2 separate regions of the Danio rerio genome follow, and region 2 is linked to region 1. Evidence: chromatin contacts called from public Hi-C data. All regions are on one chromosome and are shown on one strand. The core of a region is the stretch at or near the end of the contact, and the rest is flanking DNA. Distances in the headings are between cores, read along the strand shown. Region 1 holds the start of nkx6.1 (NK6 homeobox 1). Region 2 overlaps gpat3 (glycerol-3-phosphate acyltransferase 3).

Region 1 (6,841 bases), core at 788-3,287:
CGAAGCTCCTTTCAGCCTCTCGGTTTCTGAATCTTGTTTTTTCTTCGCCGAGGCCATTTCAGCCGCGTGCCGTTTTCTCCATTTTGTTCTTCGGTTTTGAAACCACACCTTTACGATTGAAAGCGAGATAAAATTTATTTTAATAAACAGATAAATTATGATTCATTACAAAATTAACAAATAAATAAATAAAATAAACTCAGCATGCCAAATGGACATTACTATAACAGTCTGTTCGGAAATTAAAGTGATTATTCCTGTCTTAACCTGCTGGAAAAATAAATCATTTTGAATCAGCTTTTGAGGAAAAAAAACTTAAATTAAAATTATTTTCATGACTAATCTGGAGAGCTGGAAAAATATTTTAAAATAAACTTTCAAGGAAAAAACAGGGAATTACATTAAACATATTTACAGAAAAAATACGAGCAGGGTTAAGAGGTTTTCAGATCTATAGCCTATTATTGCAATAATTGTAATAAATATTTGCAAAAGAGCATATTGCATTTTCATTTATTCATTCATTTTAAATTATTTTAACGCGTGAAATAGGCTAAATACAATAGTCTGTAATTGAACATTAAAACGAGACTGCTCCTGTAAATAGCCAACAATGATATAGAAAATAAATTAGTAAATAAAAGTCATAAATTAAAGCATTGCAAACTGTTGAAGAAACATATTATGCCGACCCTCCCATGCATCATCCTCCATCATCCCCCGAATTCTCTGACTTGTATGATAGATAGATAGATAGATAGATAGATAGATAGATAGATAGATAGATAGATAGATAGATAGATAGATAGATAGATAGATAGATAGATAGATAGATAGATAGATAGATTTCCTCGTTCCTTCGTCATAAACTATTGGGTGTCTTACCTTGACTTGACTCTCTGTCATTCCTAAAGAGTAGGCTAGTCGGGCTCTTTCAGGGCCGGCTAAATATTTCGTTTGCTCAAATGTTTTTTCCAGTGCAAAAATTTGCTGCCCGGAAAACGTCGGTCGCGTGTGTTTCCTTTTCCCATCTTTGTCGAGCAGAACTGAGTTTTGATCTGTAAAGGAAGACAATCCAAATTAGCTAATGATATTTTCGCATCCTTTAATGGTGATTATGTTTGTTATTATTGTTAATAAGTTATCATTCAGACGCTACAACAAAAAGTGCACTTACGTGGTGAGCACGCAAATCTGGCATCTCTCCAGTGTGGGCTTTGCATAACTCCAGGCCAGAATATCGGGGTTCTGCCGGGAAGCTCTGTCAGGGGTTTGGGATAGCGAGCCACCGCTACAGCCGCGGCACTAGGGCTGAAATAAAGCCCTGGAGGCGGTGGGGGACTCAGGCTGCTGAAACGGGGCAGTCCAGACAAGATTCCTGCGGGAGAACAAGCCACCGAGGGTCGGCTGAGGATGTCGTTTATTCCGTGAGGTGTGGCGATCGCGCACTGCTGGGCTGATGCGAGAGCTGAAAGTCCACTGGAGGTTTTGATCCCCGGGGACGAGACCGGGATCCCACCTGGATTCGGAGAGGTAGCTGTCGGTGAAGTGGAGGATGCTGGTCCAGTGGAAGATAACGGGTAGGCTGGGTAAAGCGGCGTCTTCATCTCGGTCATACTGTGTAAAGCAGCTAAAGGTGGGGTATTGAGTAGGAAAGCGCTTTGGCGAGACCCGTCCATTTGCCCCACCGCTAACATAACCAAGACACAAACTACAACTTTAACTAAATATCGCGCAAGAAGCAGGACAGTGACCCGGGAAAACGTGAAAACAAACGCAGAATACTAAATGAAGAGGAGAAACGAAAAATAAACAAAAGACACCTTGCGATATGGAGCCAAAAAAGTAATTTCTCTAAAAAAATCCCAATCAGTTGTACTGGAGCTTCATACTCATCTCCTCTGGCCAATATCCATTCTGTTCTTTTAGATCTTGCATGATACAACAGAGCGTCGTCCTTTCAAAAGAGTGTTTTTGAAATCTATAAATAAAAAGAGAGTCTTTCTGGGTAGTTCACATGAAGATCTGGGAGATAATAAAACATTTTCATCAACCTGCTGTCTTTTGCTGCAAAAAGTCAAAACTTTGAGAGCGTGCATGGGAAAGTAGAGGGGCTCGGCGCGATCTGATTGGCCGAGGGCGGCAGTGACGCGACTCGTGTCAGCTGAGTGTCTGAACTGAATTTAGGAGTCTGTCCTCATTGGTTCTCATTTGCACATTAAAAGAGCTGCCATCCGACCCACTATTAAATACAAAAAGGGGACAAAATCAATCTAGTCAATTTGAGATCTATTTCTTAAATAAAGGGACATCTGCATGCGTGCCGGTCATGTGAGGCGCTCGGATATCTGATGAGCTGGAAAGTCTCTGCGGACAGGCTTAAACACTCCGCAGATAAATCACGAAACAATCGCACATTCATGAAGCTCGAATAAATACCTAAATCATATTTTACTTCAGCTCCGATATCCAAGTTAAAATTGCTTCCCATCATCTTCTCAGACAATCCTTTCTAGCACTTTTCTGTCAGAGTACTATTATTGGCCTTTTTTGAGTTAATATAAATTAATAATAAATTAAGTCTTAAAGGTTCTGTTTCTATCAATGTATGACTATCTGCAACGGAAATAAACAGTAGCCTGTAACCTAAATTACTGCACAAAAGATAATGAAGCTAATTTGGAGACACTATATTATTTAATAAAATTATGCAAGACAATGAAATAAAAACTATTTTGTGAGATGGTATATCTCTTTCTCGTTTTCTCAACAAAACCACCTGATATGGCCTGATGCAAAATGTAAGTGTTGCAGCATCTAGTGGTAACAGAGTGAAATACCAGATGCTGGGAAATGACAACTGGCCCCGCTTTTCATCACATAAATTGATGTAGGCCTATTTATTTTGGTTAGGATGTACACAAAACCCTCCCTAAATTTTGATTCACTTAGAGCAACAATTATTTTTAGGTCTAAACATTAAAAATATAACAGATAAGTAACATTGCACATATATATGTGTGTGTGTGTGTGTATATATATATATATATATACACATACACACATATATACACACATGTATGTATATATATATATATATATATATATATATTTATATACACACACACACATATATATATATACACACACACACACACACACACACACACATATATATATATATATATATATATATATATATATTACTTGCACTAAATGTGCTTCATATTTTGGTGATATGATAGATTTGATGTGTGAACGTGTGTGCTAAATTACGCAGCTCAATAGGGAAAAAAGCTCAACCCTTTTTTTTTTTTTGCATTACTCGTCGATGGAAATAGTGGTGCTACGTTGCCCTCTATTGGTGATTGCAGCACTGTGCAGTTTAGTAAAAATCCACAATATGAGGGGTTCCCAAACCTTTCAGCCCACGAGGCCACGACCCCCAAAATAACAAGGCCAGTGGCTTGTGACCCCGGCATTCCTCGGAGGCATAAATGTACAAATATAGCATACACAGCAATATGCCTATATAAACACAAGCATATTGACAACACAAAAAAGTGTAACAGACTAACAACGAGGCTATAATTTATATAGTCATTTAATTCAATATTACCCTCACCTAATGAGACTGGTGGGCACAATGTTTTCAGCACAAGTCTATTCTTGGTTTAATTTTGAAGACCGCCACTCAGAAATCATTGGCAATATTCAGTTGTGACCTGCATTTATTTTAATGTATGATTGCCATAAAGGTGTCAAAGTTTAAACCGGTGCTGTAAGATCAGTTTGCTGCAGCTGACGCTATTGCTGTGGTTAATTTAACAAACACACATGTTGTTGCTTTTTAATGTAACTATTAACTACTATTTTTATCTTCTGTGGGTTATGGATAAAATACTGTAACTCAAAGTATAAAACTTCTTTGACTTTTGAAAATCACCAAGCGACCCCTTAATTGTTCGCCGGCACCCACTTTATGAACCACTGTACTACAAAATGATAATAGGAAATGCTAAATATTCAGGTTTTGGAAATTATTAAACGTGAAATCCCTTTACACTATAGTTGTGTTAAGCAGAACACATTTGCTTTCTGTCAGCTACGCATATTTCTTGAAATAGAAAGTTTCACTTTCAAATGAAAAATTGATACTTTGTTTTCAGATCTTTATAGAAGAAAAAATGTACTCTCTCTTATATGTGAAAAATCCAGCAAAAACAGAAAGACAAGCCTTAATATTGTCCATAGCTCTTGGAGTAGAAATACATTTCTCATGTGTAGTTTGATTTACAGATTGTCTGGCTCAAGTTTTTTGATCTGAAAGAAACTCCTCTACTAAATGACTAAAAAGCAACTTTAACCATAAATCTGACTTGAACAAATTAACTACATGGTCAAAAATAAATTCTTTTAACCAAAGAAAACAAATGAAGATCTTTGAGTGTCCTCTAAATCTTAAGAAAACAGTATCACCAATAAATACAGCAAAAACATTTTTCCTTTAACAAGGTATTCAAATTACAGGCCAATGGAATCCAGGACGTGATTGTGTTCTGAATGTTGTTTTGCACATTAGTTTATATTTATTGAGATATTTCTGTTATACAAACAGTAATATACCTGAACTGTTAAGTCATATTTTTAAAAGCAAGGGCTTTTAATAGCCATCACACTTTTAACAGCAGTAATAACAAAGGCTGCAGATCTGGATAATCTCTTCCAATTGTGACTATCCATATTTTTTACATCATCTTTTAAAAGCAACTCCTATCTGATTGTCAGCATTTACACAGCACACTGCAAAGGCACAATGGCCAGGGGGGAAAAAAAAAAGCAGGCACTGACTATCAGCTGATAATAAATGAGCACCCTTTTCTCTGTTCCTGTATTTAATCTGTTCGGGTTTTTTTTTTTTTATTCTATTGGTCATCTTTTAATTTAGGCCTTTTAAACCAGTTGGCATTTTAATGTAATGTCCATGGTGTAACTTTTTGCACGATGTGTGCAATGGTTTTATATTAGTTTATATTGGTTACGTGGCGGATATTGCGATCCCTCTCACCCTCATTAATTGTGCTACATGATGTTATACAATATAAAAGCTTTTTTAGTCCTCGTGTATGATATTTAAAGTTTGCAACTCTGGTTTTTAAATGATGCTCGGCTCACACTGGCAGGTAAAAATCCGATCTACCTGCTTAAACTGCAGATAGGAGGGCACATCAGATTACTATCGGATAAACTTCCACATATTAACAAGTCCTGAATCTGATTTGAGTAAATCGGAATCCATGTAATTTTTTCCTGCTTACATGTACATGGGCTTTATCCGATCTGTGCCACATGGAAGAAAAAAAAATAAATCGAGAGTTGATTTACTTGAACAATGCAGTGAGAATGCAGCCTAATTAAAAAAAAAAGACTGAGTCATGGTGTAGTACGAATGTTGGACTTTATTTACATTTACTCCCGAGCCATAAGCTTCTGCTTCTTCAGTTTCTTCTGAGAAACCTGCAGAAAGACAGAAAATGAATGATTACCGTGCATTCACCAACAGCAGATCCTAATGTAAGAGTCATTTACACAAATGCACCCAACACACAACAGCTGCTCAGAAACTCGTCTCTTCATTAATTCAGAGGTGTCCTAAGTGGTGGTCATCATTACAGCCATGTGTACTGCACTCATGAGGAATATTCCTCATCATACCTTTTTCTTCTGAGAAACTTCCTCCTCAGGTTTGGGAACGATCTGCTCCTTCTCGGTGAGGATCATCTCGATATGGCAAGGGGAGCTCATGTAGGGGTTGATGCGTCCGTGAGCGCGGTAGGTACGTCGCCGCATCTTTGGGGCCTTGTTTACCTGGATGTGCTCGATCACCAGAGAGTCCACATCCAAACCCTATAAATAAATGCAACAACAGGAGATTAAATACAGCCAAGCCAGGATGACCGTAGGAGGAGGAGAAAAAAGAAAAAAGTCAAACTCATAATTGTAAAAAGTCTATTGTAATTTGAAATGTAGACTTATCCAGCGTAAATGTTCATACCTTGAGCTCAGCATTGCTTTCTGCGTTCTTCAGCATGTGCAGGAGGAACTCTGCGCTCTTCTTAGGCCAGCGTCCCTGTGTCCAATCATGCTGCTTAGCCTAAAAATTCAGATGAACAAGGTTAACCAAGTTCTTTATTCAACTTTGACATTATGCTACAACAGTCCAAAAGCTTTTTTTTCCTTAAAAAAAAAAAAAAAAGTATTTAACAAAGATGTAGTAAAACGATCAGATTTCATAATATATACGAATATATTATATATATCTAGTTTCACATTCAAAGCATGCGATTTATTTTCCAAACAACTTTTATAATGCAATTAAAACAAATTTAGACCCTACAGGAAATGTTCTACCAAATATTCCGCCACTGTTGGGTTACTTTATAGTTCATAAAAAAAAATTTAAAATTTAACAATTTCTTAAATTAAATTAAATTAAATTCTTACGTTTCAAAAAAAATTAAATTACTTGACTCAACACTAAATATCCCTATAGACCAGGGGTCACCAGTTTTGTTTTTGGAAGTCCAGTGCCCTGCAGGGTTTAGCTCCAACTTGCCTCAACACACCTGCCTTGGTGTTTCAAGTATACCTAGTAAGGCCTTGATTGGCTTGTTCAGGTGTTCGATTATGGTTGGAGCTAAAATCTGCAGGACACCGGAACTCCAGGAACAAGTTTGATGATCCCTGCTATAGACCATTTTAAGGGATGTAAACAAAAACAATTGTCCCAGCGCATTTCCTGTTTTACATTTTTTTTATTTCTATAGCTTCCGAGAATCCA
Region 2 (6,672 bases), core at 1,905-4,404, 220 kb before region 1:
TTGCATAATTAGAAAACATGGTAACCCTTTAGGTCAAACCATTAACTTACAGTACTAGCTTGTTAAGCTTATCACTAGCTCATTACTAATAATTAGCTGCTTATTAATAGTAAGTAAGGTAGAGGTTGGGTTAGTTTTGGGTATGGATAATGGATGTAGAATAAAATCATACTTTATAACTAATAATAAACAGTTAATATCTTAATAATAAGCAGGTTATAAGCCAGTTGTCATGGTCCTGACCTGACAGTCTTGTCTGTCCTGTCGGTGTTTAATGTTTGCTCGTTTGTCCTGTGCATATTTACATTGCTAAGTCTTAAATTGTGTTGGCCATGTGCTCCTGTTGTCTTTCCTCCTTGCTTTCAGTGACCCCGCCCTCTTATTTAGACCTTGTTATCCTGATTGTTTTCACCTGTCTCTCGTGTGCTTTGTTCTATATAATTTGCTGTGTGTTCTCATTTGTTTGCTGGTTCATTCCATGTGAGTTTGTCTTGTATCCTTGCCTTGCATCTGTACTAAGCTTTTGGTCTTGCCTGTTCTAGATCGCTTGTCTATTTATTGTTTGTTTGTAGCTATTAATTTCTTTCATTGTTTCTAGTGTTTACTTATTTTTGTGTTCTAATCTTTATTTTACTTTTACCCTTAGAGCCATTGTTCCGTTTTTCTGTCAGTCTCAGTCTTCTTAGTAGATAATAATTAGTAGTTGTTTGATTTGTTTAAATACTCTCTTTAAGATTCTAAAAGTCTTTATTTCAGTTTTGTTTTTATCAGATTGCTAAAGTCTGTCTTTCTGTCTTCGAGTATTTAGATTTTATTTTATTTCAGTTTTAGTTTATCTTATTGTATATTATCACTGTCTGTTTGTTGTCCTGTCTTGTGTCTTATAATTTTACAGTCCTATTCCGTATCCTGACCTCCCTGGTCTGACAGTCTGGAGTTTAGGTGGCCTGCTCCAGGATCTAGATCCGGTTTTGACCACTGTCCTGGCTGGCTGTTCATTTTAGTACTATCTTGTCACTACCACTGGCTTCCTTGTGTTGTTGCCCCTACCGTTTGGACCTTATCATCCCCCTATATGTCTACTTGCGCCTTATTCTGTCAATAAACCCCTTTGTATTGTTCAATGCTGCAACTGGGTCTGTTTTCTTGCATTCAAACATGACACCAGTAGCGTGAATTGTGACCTAAATTGTTACTGAAAACATTTGAGAAAACAGCATTTGTTAAGTGTATTGTAATAGAAATTTGATAAAGAGCCAAAAATCTATTGGATGTATTTTGGATGTTTTGTTTTTACATGAAACTTATGATAATCATGTCAAAACAAACTTGCAAATGAGGGTCAAAATAAATAAAACCCAGCCATATCATGACTATTACCGGGAAACATCACCAGAAAAGTGGCCAATTCATACAAATTCATGTAATTTCAGTTGTGTGAAAACATATGAAAATGTTTGGCATGCCCCCAAACCCCAGCCATCATTGCGGGATAAGCAAATCTTACTAAAATGTACTGATAAGATTATATACATTAATTCAAAATTCACCACTGATTAAAAAAAGTTACAAATTGTCATGAGATTGTTGAATAAAACCCATTATTGTCAGTTAAGGAAACGTGTCAAAGGTTACCTGAAAATAAACTTGTTCTTTATTCCAGTGGGCCACTCTCAGGATCCAAAGAGGACAGAAAGAACAGCCAACACTGCCATTACAGCTAGCTAACGGTGAGAGAAAATCTGTCAATGCAAGCAAGACATCATGTGCATACAAAGGTTTGATTTCATGATGATGTTAGGACAGTGTCATGTGAAGCCACAGCTTCCTCTTCATTTTGTTGAGGACAACTGTTAGATAATAATTAACATGTTAGATTTCATTTGCTCCTTTTGTTGTTTAGTGTTAGCATTGTAAGTGAATTGATATGACTACAAAAGCCCCCCTTTGATTTTTTTCTTTTTTTTAATATTTCCCAAAAGATGTTTAACGGAGCAAGGAAATTTTGACAGTATAAAATAAAGTATTTAGTCTAAAATATTTTTGGAGAATATTTTTTTTCTGGAGAAAGTCTTATTTGTTCTATTTCGGCTAGAATAAAAGCAGCTTTAAATTTTTTTAAAACCATTTTAAGGTAAAAATTATTAGCCCCTTCATTTCGGTTAATTTTGCCAACCGACAACTGCTGCTTGTTAACCGAATGTTAACGGATCAATATAACATTATTATTTTATTAAAAAAATATGAATTAATGTGTCTATTTTGTGTCTGACACATTAAATATTGCATTTTAAAATCCTGATTTATTTTAACATGTGAACAACAGCATACAGAACATACGGAGATACTGTATCATTATCAAGTCATTGGATTTGTTGGATTTGTAGATTAGGCTATGTAAGCTATTTTTAAAATGGATATTTTATAAGAACTACACTATTAACTGTAATTTTCCAAATGGAAAAAGTTGGTTTGTTGGTTGTACACTAAATCTGACTTTTTTGTCCAATTGTGTAAATAAACGGAGGTGTTTATGTCTCGGATCCAAGAGAGAGGCATCACCATCAGCGCTGGTTTGGCATCAACTTGTCTGTGTCAAACTGTGACCAGCAATGTCCTTTTATTTTGCTTCTCTGGCAAAAATAGGTCTGTAGGCATGTGTGGTTGCATGTGTTACCATCCTGCGAGTTAACAAATATGTGTTGCACATTTATGCAGCCAAACTTAAAAAAAAAAAAAACAGCAATAATAATATTTTTAAATCGTTTAACTGATACCATCAATTGGTTAAAAACACACCCTTTCGGTTAACGGTTAATTGGTTATTATGGGCATCCCTAAAAGAAACAAAAGAGGTTTTAGTTTTAGTTCTGTCCTTAGTTCTATCTTCCTGTTTAGTTGACACTTTTCAAATAGAGAAGGAAAATAATGTCCTTGCTTTTGTTATTGGCCTGATGCCTGTCAGTGTGTTTAACCTACTGTAACTGCTATTGCAGCAAGTGACACATTTCATAATTTCAGTTGAGCTTATTTATGAACTTTACCCAGCTTTACAGACATTTTAGGTTGTATGAATCATGACCTAAAGACACTTTTGAAATAAAACTCTGCCTGGACAAAAAAAAAAGAGTCTTTTTTATTTAAGTAAAAGTCAAAAACTTAGGATACTGATGACTCTAGATGTTTATCGCAGCTTTCTTATGCAGTGTGTTGCACAGAATTCTGTACATTAGATGAAGGCCAACGAGAAACGAGGTTTCTTTTTGACATTGCAGCGAGACGTTGTTACAAAAGGCATTTTGGGATTCCTTTTTCACCCCAACAGTTTTGTGAATAAAATGCACTGTATAATAATCAGGCAAATTATGTAGAAACAAATCCTTCTGTAGAAAAACACTTCAAAATATATAGATATAAAAAACTAATGTTTGCCATATGTAGGTTTCTGTTTTGTCTTGTCTCATTTCAGATTCATCATGTGTTTTATAGGGATCATCGAAAAAGATGACGGCTCTATGGAAGAAGAAATCGTAGAGCTGCGTCGCTCTCATCCTAAAAATCTGGCAGAGGGAAACTTTACGCTGTGTGACGCCTTCTATTTCTGTAAGAAAGGCATAGAGAACATTGTGGAGGATCAGGTGACTCAGCGCTTCTCTTCAGAGGAACTGGCCTCCTGGAATCTTCTCACACGAACCAATAACAACTTTCGATACATCAGCGTGCGCCTCACCATCATATGGGGCCTGGGAGTTTTTGTACGTTACTGTGTCTTATTGCCTCTCAGGTGAGTGCTATTTCCAATTGAAAAGACATGTTTTATGCTATGATATGATCATCAAGGATATATTCAGTTGATCAAAAGTGACAGAGAAGACTTTAACACTGTTGCAAAGCCAGATTGTATTCATCAAAACATGCTGAAAAAGTATTATTATATATTACAGCACAATATTACTGTTTTACAATTATATTTATCAAATAAATGATAAGGCAGCAAGAGACTTATATATATACAGACTACTCTCTACTACTCTGTTTCTCTGGATTTACAATTTATACTGATGTTTGAGTAAAATACTTTTTTTTTTAATAATTTTTTTTTCTAAGTCCTGATAAGATTACTTATAATTTAATTTAAATTAGCTTAAATAACAAATATATGCTATATTCTGACATGTTTATAATTATTTTTGGACAATACAATGCCAATGTTTAAAAAAATATATATATATTTTTTTTAATATGATGGCTATTCTGTTGTTTGCTTAAAAAAAAAAAAAAAAAAAAAAAATATATATATATATATATATATATATATATATATATATATATATTTATATATTTATTAAATATATATATAAATTAAGTAATTAATTATAAAAATACACAAATAAATAAAAGTGCCCTAAATTGCAATAAATTTGTGTGAAATTATGAAGAAATACTTTCAGACCTTTATAGAATATTACAAATATTAATATTTTACTCAAAGTTATACCTATTAAATGCAGATGAACTGAGAATTTTCAGTTTTCTAATTTTCTAAGTGGTTTCCTAATTTCTCCTTAGCTGCAAACAGTACAAACTTGCATTGTCAAATCATTTTCTTTATACTTAAGTTAATCTCTTGCTCCTAGTTCTGATTATTGTGACCTGTAATTGTCAGCTAAATGTTTTTTTGAGTATATTAAATCATGCTATTGTTCTTTGTCATAGGATCACTTTAGCAGTCATTGGATTGAGCTGGTTGGTGATTGGAACTACTCTAGTTGGATTTCTTCCTAACAGCAAGTAATTAATACTGGATGTCATTATGTATTATATAATGTTGTTTTAATCTTACAGAGCAATTGAATAATCCATAACACTTAAAAAATAAAAGCTCCACAACTGGTTTTCATAGAAATGTCATACAGTAAAACCTTTTAACAAATAACCAATAAAATATATTATTAATAAATATATAAGGTTCTTTGTGGAACCATCAATACTAATTCAGAACCTTTATTTTTGTGTACAATAACTTAAAGTTCTCTCAAGTCCAGCTGTTTGCTATATATGGGTGAAATGCTTAATTTACTAAAGGGAAGGTCTGTCTTTTGCAGGGTGAAGAACTGGCTCAGTGATTTAGTTCATATTACATGCTACAGAATATGTGCCAGAGGCCTGTCTGCTACTATCCGTTATCATAATAAGTGAGTCACTGCTTCTTTTTTTAACACAGTCTTTCCACTTTAATCCCATTATATCACTGTGTTCAGTTCCCCTCTGCTTCTCATTATTCTTCACAAACGCTTTATCTCTCATGCATGCAAATGTAAAACAAATACCCAAACAGTTGACTAAAACATTAAATATTATTCACTGTAGGACTTTTCTAAAAGTATTTAAAGGTGCAGTATGTAAGTTTGACACCCAGTGGTTTACAGATAGAGGACATGAGTGAGTGATTTAAACCGTGTTCTAAATTAAAGCATTGGCATATGATAAAAGGAATATTTTCCATATTAAAAGGAGTTTTTGTCCTAACCAACACCTCAAATTGATATTTTAGAAATGGCTTTTATTTCTCACATGTGAACAACAGAAAACCTGTGCTTCATTCAGTGTTAAATGCTAACAATGCTAGTTTAAATACCATTTTACATGACATGTATTGCCATACTATTGAAAGCAGCAGCAGATAGTTCACCTCAGATCTTGAAATAAACCTTTATAAACCATTATAAACCTTTCCATTTCGTGAGTGAATGCATATTCTGTGCTTCTGAAAGGCTGTATTTATTGTATTTGTATGACTGGTGCAAACAGCAAAATTGCTCATCACTTTGTATCTCCTCATGAAGCATGTTGTTTGGACACACGGGGTTACAATGTAACTTTCTTACCAAATGTTTATGTTCGTAATATTTATATTATTTGCTAATTAATAACCTGATGTGGAATCTGCGTCTCATTTTGGAGTCTGCTGTTGTCCAGTGGAGGTCGCATTTCTCTTATGGACACATGCTTTGAGAGCCTTTCTGAATGAATGAATTAAATATGTAGTTTTCCATCAAGGCAACCCGGTAAAATAAAATAAAATAAAATATAATATAATATAATATAATATAATATAATATAATATAATATAATATAATATAATATAATATAGCAGCATTGGGCAGGTTAAAATTACCATAACAAAGTCGGAAAACACATTTTCAAAGCAGAAAATCTGACTTCAGGATTGTTTTTCAGATAAAAAAGAATTTTCACTTGGCATGTTTCTTAAATGTCTTCAAACTTATGGTATTTTATGCTTTAGAAGAGTCAAAAACTTACATATAGCAGTTTTAAGTTAATTATTTTAAGTATTTTTAAGTATTTAAGTATACTTTAGGTAACATTGCATATTTTTACAGCACTTTTGGGTACGTTTAGAAAGTAAAACTGCTCCCGATTTATGTGGGTCTTAAAAAGTTTCAATACACTGTTTTAAGGCCATAAGAAAGAAAGTCTTTTGGCCATAAATGTTAAATGTCTCCAGATATGAAATATTTGGCAAATATCTATTGTGTTAACCTTTGCATCCTCTCCCCGTGTTGGCGTGGGTTTCCAAGTCCAAAGACAAGCGCTAAAGGTGAACTTAATTAATTGTCCATAGTGAAACAGTATGTGTGTGAATTAGTG

Evidence for each region. A called contact is a pair of places that touch in the nucleus more often than the background predicts.
Region 2: a contact with region 1 is called in a Hi-C map of embryo, with 4 times the contacts expected there. The contact joins the enhancer-like site here to the promoter of nkx6.1 in region 1. A contact is called at or near these places in 8 of 18 Hi-C or Micro-C datasets (caudal fin, embryo, fibroblasts and 2 more) and 2 of 4 datasets of contacts at active chromatin or transcription factors (embryo and gastrula embryo).

The regions. Positions count from the first base shown.
Region 1 is chr21:20,432,880-20,439,720 of GRCz12tu, reverse strand. It overlaps nkx6.1 (NK6 homeobox 1), which reads right to left and starts at 2,037. Exons shown (of 3, transcript NM_001002475.1): 1 at 1,178-2,037; 2 at 886-1,058; 3 at 1-108. The coding sequence starts at 1,697. It overlaps rpl17 (ribosomal protein L17), which reads right to left. Exons shown (of 7, transcript NM_001243037.2): 5 at 6,056-6,154; 6 at 5,716-5,907; 7 at 5,437-5,517. The coding sequence ends at 5,470. LOC137488882 (small nucleolar RNA SNORD58) reads right to left here and starts at 5,675; the gene lies at 5,613-5,675.
Region 2 is chr21:20,654,308-20,660,979 of GRCz12tu, reverse strand. It overlaps gpat3 (glycerol-3-phosphate acyltransferase 3), which reads left to right. Exons shown (of 13, transcript NM_001002685.1): 3 at 1,664-1,730; 4 at 3,490-3,784; 5 at 4,717-4,791; 6 at 5,106-5,195. Among named protein-coding and RNA genes, the nearest start is that of gpat3, 6.8 kb to the left of the region's middle. Within about 2 kb of position 3,154, at least 3 of the 62 cell types and tissues checked have an H3K27ac peak or open chromatin away from gene starts, as enhancers often do.